4 separate regions of the Mus musculus genome follow, and all the other regions are linked to region 1. Evidence: chromatin contacts called from public HiChIP or PLAC-seq and promoter capture Hi-C data. All regions are on one chromosome and are shown on one strand. Each heading gives the region's core, a stretch centred on a gene start, on an enhancer-like site or on the middle of the called end of the contact. The rest is flanking DNA. Distances are from core to core; before and after follow the strand shown. Region 1 holds the start of Aspscr1 (alveolar soft part sarcoma chromosome region, candidate 1 (human)). Region 2 holds the start of Uts2r (urotensin 2 receptor). Region 3 holds the start of Cd7 (CD7 antigen). Region 4 holds the start of Csnk1d (casein kinase 1, delta).

Region 1 (2,599 bases), core at 61-2,560:
AATAAATAAAAAAAACTCATTCATCAATTGGTGTTAAAACTGTTGCATAATAAATGTGGGAAGAAAAAAAAAAAAACATGGCATTGTAGTCTTAAAGAATTAGCCTATAGCTGACTAATTTACTACCCAAGGAAAGAGGGACCTTGATTATGGAGGATTCCGACTTTAACTTGAGCCTGACCATGGTCAAATTTCACATGCTCACTTTCAGAACAATCTGTATCTCTTGATGGCTGTCCATTTTTCTCACTGCACCTCTCTAAATGTTCTGCCAGAGGATTCTAACAGTGGGACAGTTGAAAGAAAACAGACTTGAGGGTTTGTGAGGTTTTGTTTTAAATGCTAGTGTGTAAAAAAGAAAGGAAGAAAACCAAAGGGGACCCGGGAAGGTGGGCAGCACAGTGAGGGTCTAAGGTTGCATAGAACACGCAAACTCTTCCCATTCTTTTCCCCATGTTTGTCAATACACACGTGTGACACAGATGCTGTATACCAGCTTCTCCAGTCAGATTTGGAGATTTTTACAACAATCCCAAGGACCATAGGCAAAGCATTCTCCTTGAAGTCATGGTGACAAGCTAAGAGAGGGCCTGAAGTCAACAAGATGGCTCAGCAAGTAAAAGTGCCACCAAGCCTGGTAACCTCAAATGAATCCCTCAGTCCCACAAGGTGGAAGGAGGGAACAGGCAAGTTCGCTGACAATGCACACAGGTACCATAGCATGCCTGTACCTGCTCTTCCACAGACACACAATAAAAAAAAAACACATAAAATATAACTTTATTATTATTGTTGTTGTTATTTTTTCAAGACAGGGTTTCTCTGGGTAGCCGTGGTTGTCCTGGAAGACTGTTGCTCTGTAGACCAGGCTGGTCTTGAACTCAGGGATCTGTTTTTGCCTCCAACATACTGGGATTAAAGGCTTGCATTACCACATCAGTCTCAATAAAATATTTTTCTAAAAGGTTGTCGCCATGTGACGATGATGATCACAGGAACACTTGAGAAGGGAGGCAGGATCAGTACTTAACGGAGTAGGTACAAAGGCTAACTCTGGTGTGCGCATACCCAGTACTTGGTGACAGACAGGTAGCTGTGGGCCCCAGGCTGGCCCCAGGCAGCATAGCTTTCTTGCAGGCAGCCCCCAGAGCTTGGAGGTTCCCAGGAACACGTGCCTCCGGATGAAGAAACAATGTCCCTGACAGAACTGTGCTCCTTCCAGGGAGGTGCCTTTGGTCCGCGCCGTCGGGACGCCATCAGGCTGCCTAATAGCAAAGCAGAGCCAGAGCGCCGGGGGCGGGCCCGGAAGCGAGTTGGCCCCGCCCCCGAGACCGCGTGGCTGTGCGTCCGGGCTGTTGCGGATAAAGTTGTTTGAGGCGAGCCGGCTGCGGTCACGTGAGCGGAAGATGGCGGCCCCGGCGGGCGGCGGGGGCTCCGCGGTGTCGGTGCTGGCCCCAAACGGGCGGCGCCACACGGTGAAGGTGACGCCGAGCACCGTGCTGCTGCAGGTGCGGCCGCCGGCCCGGGTGGGGAACGGGCGGATGGGTGGACCCGCGGGCCGCCCGGGGTCGCCGCATCAGGGCCCGCCCCTGCGGTTGCTCCTAGGGCGGTAGGGCGGGACCGGGTCCCGGTGGGCGGGGCCTGAGGCAGCCAATGAGCGCCTTTCGCGCGGCTGTCCGCCCCATCCTCTAGATCTGGGTCCCGGGGGCGGGGCGGGATACTTGGAGGCGCGTTTGCTGAGCACGGTGGGGTGGACCCCACTAACAGGGTCGAGCCTTGCGAGCCCCAGAATCTTCGGCGCTTGTCCGAATCCAGCCTTCTCGGTCACCGGGAAGAGTGGCGTTCCTTCCTGCTCAGCTCAGGGGCGTCCCTCCGGACCCTAGGGCCTGTGTTCCCGGAAGTGAATTTTGCTAAGTCACTCACGGCTTTTGATTGTTGCTGTTTGTGACCTCGTATGAATTACACCTGCTTATTAAACCTCTGTTGTTAGGTTACAAAGGCGTACACGATTCATATCTGTGGCAGGGCCATACAGAGTGACCTCCATTTGGAGCTGCGCTCATGTAGAGGAGGGTTCTGGTCATGCAGCAGTTGCACAAAGACTGCCGGGCCACAGAGTGGCCGTGGACACAAAGTTCAGTAAGGCAGATTATTATTTGTGGCTAGAGGCCTCGCAGAGCCTAGAACATGGGACCAGGGGTGGACAGGCTAGGCCATAGTTGGAGGATTAAGTCAATAATGGGTCCCCAGTAGGAGGGGAGAGAGTAGACAGGATTTGCATGTAGTTTGCTTGGAGCTGGTGAGTGAGATGTTTGGTGGGCTGGCCAGTGCGCCTACTATCAGTTGAGGTAGGTTTTACCGATCATTTGTCCCACAGGTACTAGAAGACACATGCCGGCGGCAAGACTTCAACCCCAGTGAATACGACCTGAAGTGAGTTTGCTTGGACTCAGCTGTGGGCTTCTCAGTCTACCTGGTCCTTTTCTCAACACATACTATCTCTGCCTTAGAAGCGCCCCCATAGGTACTTTAATACAACAGAAGTTTATCCTTGCCCAGTTCTGAAGGCAAAGTCCAAAGTGCCCAGAGTATGGTTGTG
Region 2 (2,599 bases), core at 40-2,539, 490 kb after region 1:
TTTTTTTGTTTGTTTGTTTTGTTTTGTTTTTTTTAGTAATCTTTACCTGGAGCTAGAGAGATCGCTCAGTGATTAAGAGCACCTGCTGCTATTGCAGAAGACCTGGGTGTGGTTTCCCGCAACCACATGGTAGCTTTCAACCATCTGTAACTCCAACTACGAGATATCTGATATTCTCTTCTGGACCCAGAGGGTACCAGGCATGTATGTGGTGTATATACATTTGTGAGGTCAAGACACTCATACATATTAAATAAATCACACACACACAGAGAGAGAGAGAGAGAGAGAGAGAGAGAGAGAGAGAGAGAGAGAGAGAGAGAACCTATACTTTCTCAAAAAAAAAAAAAAAAAAAAAAGCCAGGCATGGTGCACACTTAAGCAGAATCTTTTGGTCTACATAGAGAGTTCCCAGCCAGCTAGGGCTACATAGTGAGACTTTGTGGGTTTGGTTTTTGGTTTTTGGTTTTTTTAGTCATTTGAGGGTAAGAGGACTGGTAAGGTGGCTCAGTGGGTGAGAACACCTGCCTCCAGGACAGATGGCATGAGTTAGAGCCTGGAGACCTGCATGGGAAAGAAGGAAAGAACCAATATCCAAAGCTTGCCCTCTGACCTCCACATGATCACTGTGGCATGCACACATGTACACAATCACTCACACATGCACACCACACAACAATAACCATCTTCCTGGCATGGCACATACTGTTTTCTTCTACCTGCTTTTGATCGACTGCCCTCCACCACTGAGTACGGAATGTGAGGCAGGGGTGCAGGCCCATTTCCTTAAAAAAAAAAAAGGAAATCCAAAGGCCTTTCTTTTACCTATTTTTCTATCTGAACCTTTAAGCCCAGTCTAGCTGTTGCTTTTGTGATTGGAAGAAATCATTTTTTTAAGCATGTGCGTAACATAAAATGGGAAATGGGGCTCTATCTGAGGTTGTGAAGCCAGAACTTAGCGTCCTTAACTTTGCCTACTCTGACCTACACCTCACTGTGGTCAACTTTTTAGAAGAAGCTTTTGGGTGTGACTTGCAGTTCTGCTGGAGGAGTGTCCTGGGGACAGCGGGTCCTAATGGCTCTAGGGTCCTCCTGGGTAGTTGACACAAAAGGGATTCTTTGGAGGGTTCCAACAGGAGACAGGACTTGGTGAGCCTTTGTCTCTCTGCAGAGGGACAGTGACTCTGTCCTTCACAGAGGCTGTTAGGGCATGGAAGTAGGTTGCAGCTTTGAATCTCTGACACTAATCTTCTCCCACAGGACAAGTTCCCCACGGGTTCTCCTCACCGAGCAGTGGTCCTTCCACCAGAAGCCCAGGGTGAGGACAGAGATGGCGCTGAGCCTGGAGTCTACAAGCTTCCCCATGCTGGCCGTGTCCAGAAGCACTGCGTCTGAGCTTCCTGGTGGCTTTAATGTGTCCCACAACAGTTCCTGGACTGGCCCAACAGATCCCAGCTCCCTGCAAGACCTTGTGGCCACCGGTGTCATCGGGGCAGTGCTCTCAACCATGGGTGTGGTGGGCGTGGTGGGCAATGTGTACACTCTGGTGGTCATGTGCCGATTTCTGCGTGCCTCGGCCTCCATGTACGTCTATGTGGTCAACCTGGCCCTGGCTGACCTGCTGTATCTGCTGAGCATTCCCTTCATCGTAGCCACCTACGTCACTAAGGACTGGCACTTCGGGGACGTGGGCTGCCGAGTTCTCTTTAGCCTGGACTTCCTGACAATGCATGCCAGCATCTTCACCCTGACCATAATGAGCAGTGAACGCTATGCAGCAGTACTGAGGCCCCTGGACACCGTCCAGCGCTCCAAGGGTTACCGTAAGCTGTTGGCGCTGGGCACCTGGTTGCTGGCACTGCTGCTGACCTTACCCATGATGCTTGCCATCCGGCTGGTCCGTAGGGGCTCTAAGAGCCTCTGCCTGCCAGCCTGGGGCCCTCGTGCCCACCGTACCTACCTGACGCTGCTCTTTGGGACCAGCATTGTGGGGCCTGGCCTGGTCATTGGGCTGCTCTATATCCGTCTGGCCAGGGCCTATTGGCTATCCCAGCAAGCTTCCTTCAAGCAGACACGGCGGCTGCCCAACCCCAGGGTTCTCTACCTCATCCTTGGTATCGTCCTTCTCTTCTGGGCATGCTTTCTGCCCTTCTGGCTATGGCAGCTGCTGGCCCAGTACCACCAGGCCATGCCACTGACACCCGAGACTGCACGCATCATCAACTACCTGACTGCCTGCCTCACTTACGGCAACAGCTGCATCAATCCCTTCCTCTACACTCTGCTCACCAAGAACTACCGTGAGTACCTGCGTGGCCGCCAGCGGTCACTGGGTAGCAGTTGCCGTGGCCCAGGGAGTGCTGGCAGCTTCCTGTCCAGCCGTGTCCACCTCCAGCAGGACTCGGGCCGCTCACTGTCCTCCAACAGCCAACAGGCCACAGAGACCCTCGTGCTGTCTCCAGTTCCCCCTAATGGGGCCTTTGTGTGAGAGTGCTTTGTGTGACCCTGCGGGTAGGAAAGGACCCAAAGGCAGGCCACTCAGGAACCCATTCCCAGAATCCCCTACTCAAACCTAACTCACTTGTCTGTCTTCTTGTGG
Region 3 (2,599 bases), core at 74-2,573, 370 kb after region 1:
GAACCAGAGAAATTAATTCGGCCTGAGAAGGTCCTGTCTACTGTGGGCTCCTGCCGGTCTTCAAAGTAAATCACATTGTAAGCCTGAGGCCAGATCTTCTTCATTAAGATCCCTTCCAGGTGCCCTCTTGTAGAGCAGGTGATGTTGACAGAATCCCCCTCAGAGGCAATCGTGAGTCGGGGGGACTGGTGTACGTCTGTGAAGAACCAGCCAGTTAGCACCAAGCTGGCGCACAGCACACGGTGACTCAAACACGCTAACACGTATCTCAGAGGCTCCACAGATCCTACATTCATGTATGTCCTTGCACACTCTTGAGCATCTCTCACAGCACCCGCACCCGCATGCTCACACATGCTGTCTCATTTTGCTGTGCACAGGGGCTGCACTCTCTACACCTCCAGGTTTCTTTCTCCCATTTTGTATTCCTGTGAGATGCCTCCTCCATCACACCCCTCTCTGCAGAAATGCTATAGGAACTTGGCAACTTTGTTGCATCTCAACACAAGGACTTCCCTTTTGACTACTCCCCACCCTGGCTGTACTCTTTCTTTCTCTTTTAAGTGAGTCAGTCACTCCCAGACAGCCATAGTCCTATCTCCTCTTTGCCTACTCTTTCCGATGCTGGTTTCTTCATCACCCTCCTTCCCCCCATCATTTCTAGGCATCCAGAGCCTGTGGCTCTGCGCAAGGGGCACATGTTGACTTGTTCATGGGATACTCACTCTTTCAGATTCCAGCCCCGTTTGCCGTGCCTGGCACCCACACCACCCACTTTCCTGTAGGCAAGACTGAGTACAAACCTCAGCATCTCACAGAATGAACACTATGCTGGTTTTGCACAAGAATTGTGCCTGGGAGCCTGAGCCTCCCATAATCTTATTGTAGATCTTTTACACCTTACCACAAGACTTCCCACAGACAGCTGCTCTGAAAGGGAACTGAAGAACACAGTTCTCACAAGCACCAAGGGTAGATGTTAGTCCTGTAAACTAAAGCTTTCAAGTCTCTGCTTTTCCACGGAGCTGGGACTATTCCAGGTCTAAGACTAAGACTTGGGGAAGTCAAGTCAGGGCCAACCCTTCCCCAGGTGGGTGTGTGAGATGCTCTCTGGGAGCCCTGCTACAGGGATGCTTACCTTGGGCATCCAGGGGGCCAGGCAGGATTCCGGCCAGTGTAAGCAGCAAAGCCAGCACTGCCTGCTGAGTCATGACGCCCAAATCCAGGTGATCTGAGCCAAATCAGCCACTCTGGCTACAACACATTACTGAGCACTGTGAAAGTTCACACCAAAAACCCTGAGAGGAAGAAACAGGGGTGTGGCAGTTCAATGCGATTGGTGGTGAAGCTCCGAGGGAGGGCTTCCTGAAGATGAAGGTGGAGCTTGGTGGGCAGGGAACACAACAAGCCAGGTGGAGGAAGCCACCTGACCCCAACTGTCCTCCCTGGCTGGTTGGCTGGCCCACATCTTTATCATCTTTAACCAAGAGTCTCCACAGGAGACGTCAAGAGGAAGAAGAAATAAGAACTAGTCCTGTAACCTGGAAGAAAAATTAGAGGGACTTAAAGGTTTAGAGGCCGGGAGGGAGTTGAAGTTTCCTCTGGTCTTTTGTGTCATTTTCTGCTGGGATGTGTTCAGGTCTGTGGTCTCACCTGTTGTCTGGACACACTGGGGTTTCAGCCTGACACAGCATACCCAGTAGCCTTGGCTGTGGTTGCCTTGGCGGCCTGGGTGATCCTTCCTTAGAAGCATGATTGAGCCAGATCTGCTAGGCCAAAGGGCGGCTAGGAGCCCCTTCAATAGCAATCTGCCTTCTGGGACAAAACCGAGGGCCCTGTGTCTGGTTCCCAGGTTGGGGGAGAGCTAGGACTCTTGTCAACCATGAGTTTTATTGCTGGTACCAGAGCCAGTGTGTCACACTGAGGGGTGAGTTTGTGTGTGTGTGTGTGTACAGTGTCACATAGGGACTCAAAGCAGTTCCTCCGGGGTCCTACTCTAAGGGGGAAGATGCTCCCCCTGTAGGTGGGTTTGGAATGCTATGGTGTAGACAGGGGTGCCATGCGGGGTACTTGAGGGCACATGGGAGAGGGACTCAGGTAAAGGAAGGTCAAAGTTGGAAGATTTTAGGAACAAAGGGTTGGGGAGGGACAGGTCACCTGTGGTAACACAGGGACAGCAGGTATGGAACTGTGCAGCCTGAGAATATTGGAGAGAAATACGAGGGGAGCTGGGTCAGGTGGGCAGTAAAGAAATCAGCACCTAGCCCCCAGGGGAGAAGTTCATGGAAAGACAGACTTTACAGGGAAGTAAGAACAGTCAAAGACCTAGACCTAGTCTCCTTCCTAGGATGCCCGTGGCCACACCAGGGGCACATGGACTGGAGTGCTGCCACCTCTGCAGGGCTGACCTTGATGTGGTCTTCGTGCATCGACACTTTTGACTGTTTGGGGCACCATGCCTCAAGTTTCAGAGATCATAGACACACAGGGCCCTATGGGCTGTGCCTAAGGGCTCCAGGGCTCCAGGAGGAGGTGATGACCCAAACCCCAGTGCATTTATTTTGATTGAAGAGGCACAGACTCTGTGCATCTGGGTGCT
Region 4 (2,599 bases), core at 65-2,564, 320 kb after region 1:
ATCAAAACTTCATTCCTGTTGATTTCCGGGTGTCCAGTAGTCAACTTAGATGCTCAACATATCCTCAAGACCCCAACCAAACCAAGGCCTTTCAGGCCAGGCACAGGGAACATTTTCAGTCCTGATTTGGAGGAGAGTGGCAGCCAGGAGGCTATGGGTGATCCCTTTAGCGGGTCAGCTAAGTGGAGATGCCATTGTGGAAAAGAGCAGGCCCAGACTGCTCCAAGAACCCTCAGAAATCAGCCGGTCGTTTCCCCCATTTCTGACCGGGACACTCCCCACCTCCACACTACATCTGGCTTATTTTGACATTTCTCCCCCACACATGAAAACATCCAGGACGCCACTGCAGAGCTGAGGAACAGCACCAGACCCTTGGCGGAGCAGAGCATGGCCTTTGTTTACTGCGGTGACCTTAGGTGGGGGAGGATGCTGACGCCCGGCCCAGGCCCTGCCCCCTCCGGGCCCCACCCCCAGCCTGCTGCCCTCCCCTGCCCCGCTCTCCCCTCCCCCTCCCCGCTGTCCCCCCCCGGCCCCCGCCCCCAGTCCTTTTCCCACGCCCTCTGACACCCCACCACCGAGGCCCGCTGGCCCCCGCCTCTAGGCCTCCTTCTTCCTCTCCCGGGTCCCCGACCATCCCCAGACACGCTCCGAGCTCTGCCCCCCGGCCTGCAGTCCCCAAGACCGGCCTGTCCTTCCAGCCCTTCCCCGCACCCCACCCCGACCCGCCGCGCCGCGCCCAGCCCCCCGGCCGCGCTCGCACAGCGGCCGTTGGTGTCTGGCCGAGGCCGGTGCCCGGGCCCTCGGCTGCGGGGATGCCGAACGTCCACTCCGGCCCTCCGCAGGCCTCGGCCTGCCGGGGACCCCGCCCGCCGATCCGCAAGGCCCCCGGGCGCTCGATGGCGCCGGGCCTCACCGAGATAGATGTCTCCGAAGGAGCCGCTGCCGATCTTGCGGCCCAGTCGGTACCTGTTCCCGACCCTCAGCTCCATGGCAGCGGTGCGGCTCGCTACTGCCCGCCCGGCCGCTTCCTGGGTCTGCGCTCCGGGAGGCGGCGCCGCTGCTGCCGCTACTGCGGGTCCGGTCCGACTCCGCCCCCCTCACGGCCCCGCTTTCACCATCGCTTTCCGGTCGCCCCGTCGCTCTCAGCGCCTCAATACGGGGCGGATGGGACAGTCCGAGCGCCGCCGCCGCTGCTCCGGCCCTTGCCGGCCCCGCTCGCCCTCTCCCCGCCGCGGATGGACTCGGATCTTCCGGGCCTAAATCCCCCTTCAGCTGCCTAAAGGAGCCGCCGCCATCGCGCTGTGACGTCACTTCCCCTAGCAACCCAAGGGGGCGGGGCCACCGTGCTCGGGGGCGGGGCTTGGCTACTTGATGGATTGCGCAGTCGCAACCAGGCCTGTTTCTCTGTCCCAGTGTCCACCGTTCCCGCAGGATGACTCCAGCTGGTCTCTTTGGTCTTCCCATTTGTCTCCAATAGAAGTCCGAGGAAGCTAAGCCATGTGTGGTAAGAAATGCCTGTAGTTCCAGCCCTTGGGAGTTCGAGACCAGCCTGGGCTATAGCGACCCTGCCCCTAAACAGGCAGAGAGAAGCCGAATAGCAGTTCCTTTTGTAGACCCCGGGAAAGGCCCTTTACAGATAGGGGAAAAGGGCAGAGAGGGCGGTCCAGGCCTAGCTCTGAGATCACAGGTAGACAGTTAGCTTTTGTAGGAATCACCAGTTGTGGGCTTTGAATGGTGCAAAACGTGCCTGCTGCTGCCTGCCAGCTTCTTGCACACAAGGGTGGAAGAAAAGAGGTCTTCCTGGGACCCACTGTGGGCAGGAAGGTCAGTGTTGAGTTCACTGAGGGTGTAGAGGGTATGTCTCAGACTCTGATCGCTCTCCAGGGCTGTCTGCCTGGAGAGAGAGTCAACATTTTTATCTGGTCTGCATTGGATCTGCATGTTCCCCTGGCAAACACAAACATGAATTCTGAAGTTCAGGCTGACGGCCAGCTTCCAAGACTTGGCTGTCCATTCTGACCACTGAGGAGGGACTCTGGAGGAGCTACCACACAGGAGGTGCCCCCTAACCAGGAGGGGACAACCTTCCAAATAGATGCTTTTCTAGGCCCACTCTCACCCAGCCAGAAACACGAGAGTCACAGATGAGTGTAATGCTTCTATTTGGTCAGCTAGCACCCGTAGCATCTGCACAGGGTATCACGCTGCATGACAACTCAGCAGCCCTGCAGAAGCACGTGGAGCTGACATGTCTTCTAGTCTCCCAGCTCCACCACCCTTCCTTTTGGTGGTCCTGCAGTGCCTGCCTGCACACAGTTGGCAGTCAGGTTGGGGAGCATTACACAGCCGGAGACAGAAGACACCACAAGGCAAACTGAAACCAGTGGTCACTGAGCGGCAGGTATGGGAACTGCCTAGCTTTTTAGTCCAGGAGTCAGAGCCAGATGCGGCCAAACTAGTAAAAATAATCTTACTGACAGAATTCAAGTATAATTTTTTTTCTGTTGATGAACAATACCTAACTTCATCTGAGAAGCCCCTATATTGAACTGAAAACAGCAAACCTGGTATCTGGCCTAACCTCTCTCTTACCAAC

Evidence for each region. HiChIP or PLAC-seq counts read pairs in DNA pulled down with a chosen protein or histone mark. Capture Hi-C pulls out chosen DNA fragments and counts their contacts.
Region 2: a contact with region 1 is called in an H3K27ac HiChIP or PLAC-seq map of epiblast stem cells, with 7 times the contacts expected there. The contact joins the promoter of Uts2r here to the promoter of Aspscr1 in region 1. A contact is called at or near these places in 1 of 39 promoter capture datasets (stem cell-derived epiblast-like cells), 1 of 115 datasets of contacts at active chromatin or transcription factors (epiblast stem cells) and 1 of 9 other capture datasets (pancreatic islet).
Region 3: a promoter capture Hi-C map of liver shows a contact between it and region 1. The contact joins the promoter of Cd7 here to the promoter of Aspscr1 in region 1. A contact is called at or near these places in 4 of 39 promoter capture datasets (hippocampal neurons, liver, pre-B cells and 1 more), 2 of 115 datasets of contacts at active chromatin or transcription factors (pancreatic cancer cells and stem cell-derived neural progenitor cells) and 1 of 9 other capture datasets (liver).
Region 4: an H3K27ac HiChIP or PLAC-seq map of microglia shows a contact between it and region 1, with 5 times the contacts expected there. The contact joins the promoter of Csnk1d here to the promoter of Aspscr1 in region 1. A contact is called at or near these places in 3 of 39 promoter capture datasets (liver, neutrophils and pre-B cells), 4 of 484 Hi-C or Micro-C datasets (CD4 T cells, embryonic stem cells and regulatory T cells), 7 of 115 datasets of contacts at active chromatin or transcription factors (the SCID.adh cell line, embryonic stem cells, epiblast stem cells and 4 more) and 2 of 9 other capture datasets (adipose tissue and embryonic stem cells).

The regions. Positions count from the first base shown.
Region 1 is chr11:120,671,663-120,674,261 of GRCm38.p6, forward strand. It overlaps Aspscr1 (alveolar soft part sarcoma chromosome region, candidate 1 (human)), which reads left to right and starts at 1,311. Exons shown (of 16, transcript NM_026877.2): 1 at 1,311-1,508; 2 at 2,378-2,433. The coding sequence starts at 1,407.
Region 2 is chr11:121,158,982-121,161,580 of GRCm38.p6, forward strand. It overlaps Uts2r (urotensin 2 receptor), which reads left to right and starts at 1,290. Exons shown (of 1, transcript NM_145440.1): 1 at 1,290-2,599. The coding sequence starts at 1,331. The coding sequence ends at 2,488.
Region 3 is chr11:121,038,155-121,040,753 of GRCm38.p6, forward strand. It overlaps Cd7 (CD7 antigen), which reads right to left and starts at 1,324. Exons shown (of 4, transcript NM_009854.2): 1 at 1,139-1,324; 2 at 1-196. The coding sequence starts at 1,211. All of the region lies in intron 1 of Gm11775 (a long non-coding RNA gene), which reads left to right.
Region 4 is chr11:120,990,019-120,992,617 of GRCm38.p6, forward strand. Csnk1d (casein kinase 1, delta) reads right to left here and starts at 1,315. Exons shown (of 10, transcript NM_027874.2): 1 at 917-1,315. The coding sequence starts at 992. It overlaps LOC115486436 (a long non-coding RNA gene), which reads left to right and starts at 1,346. Exons shown (of 2, transcript XR_003949839.1): 1 at 1,346-2,599.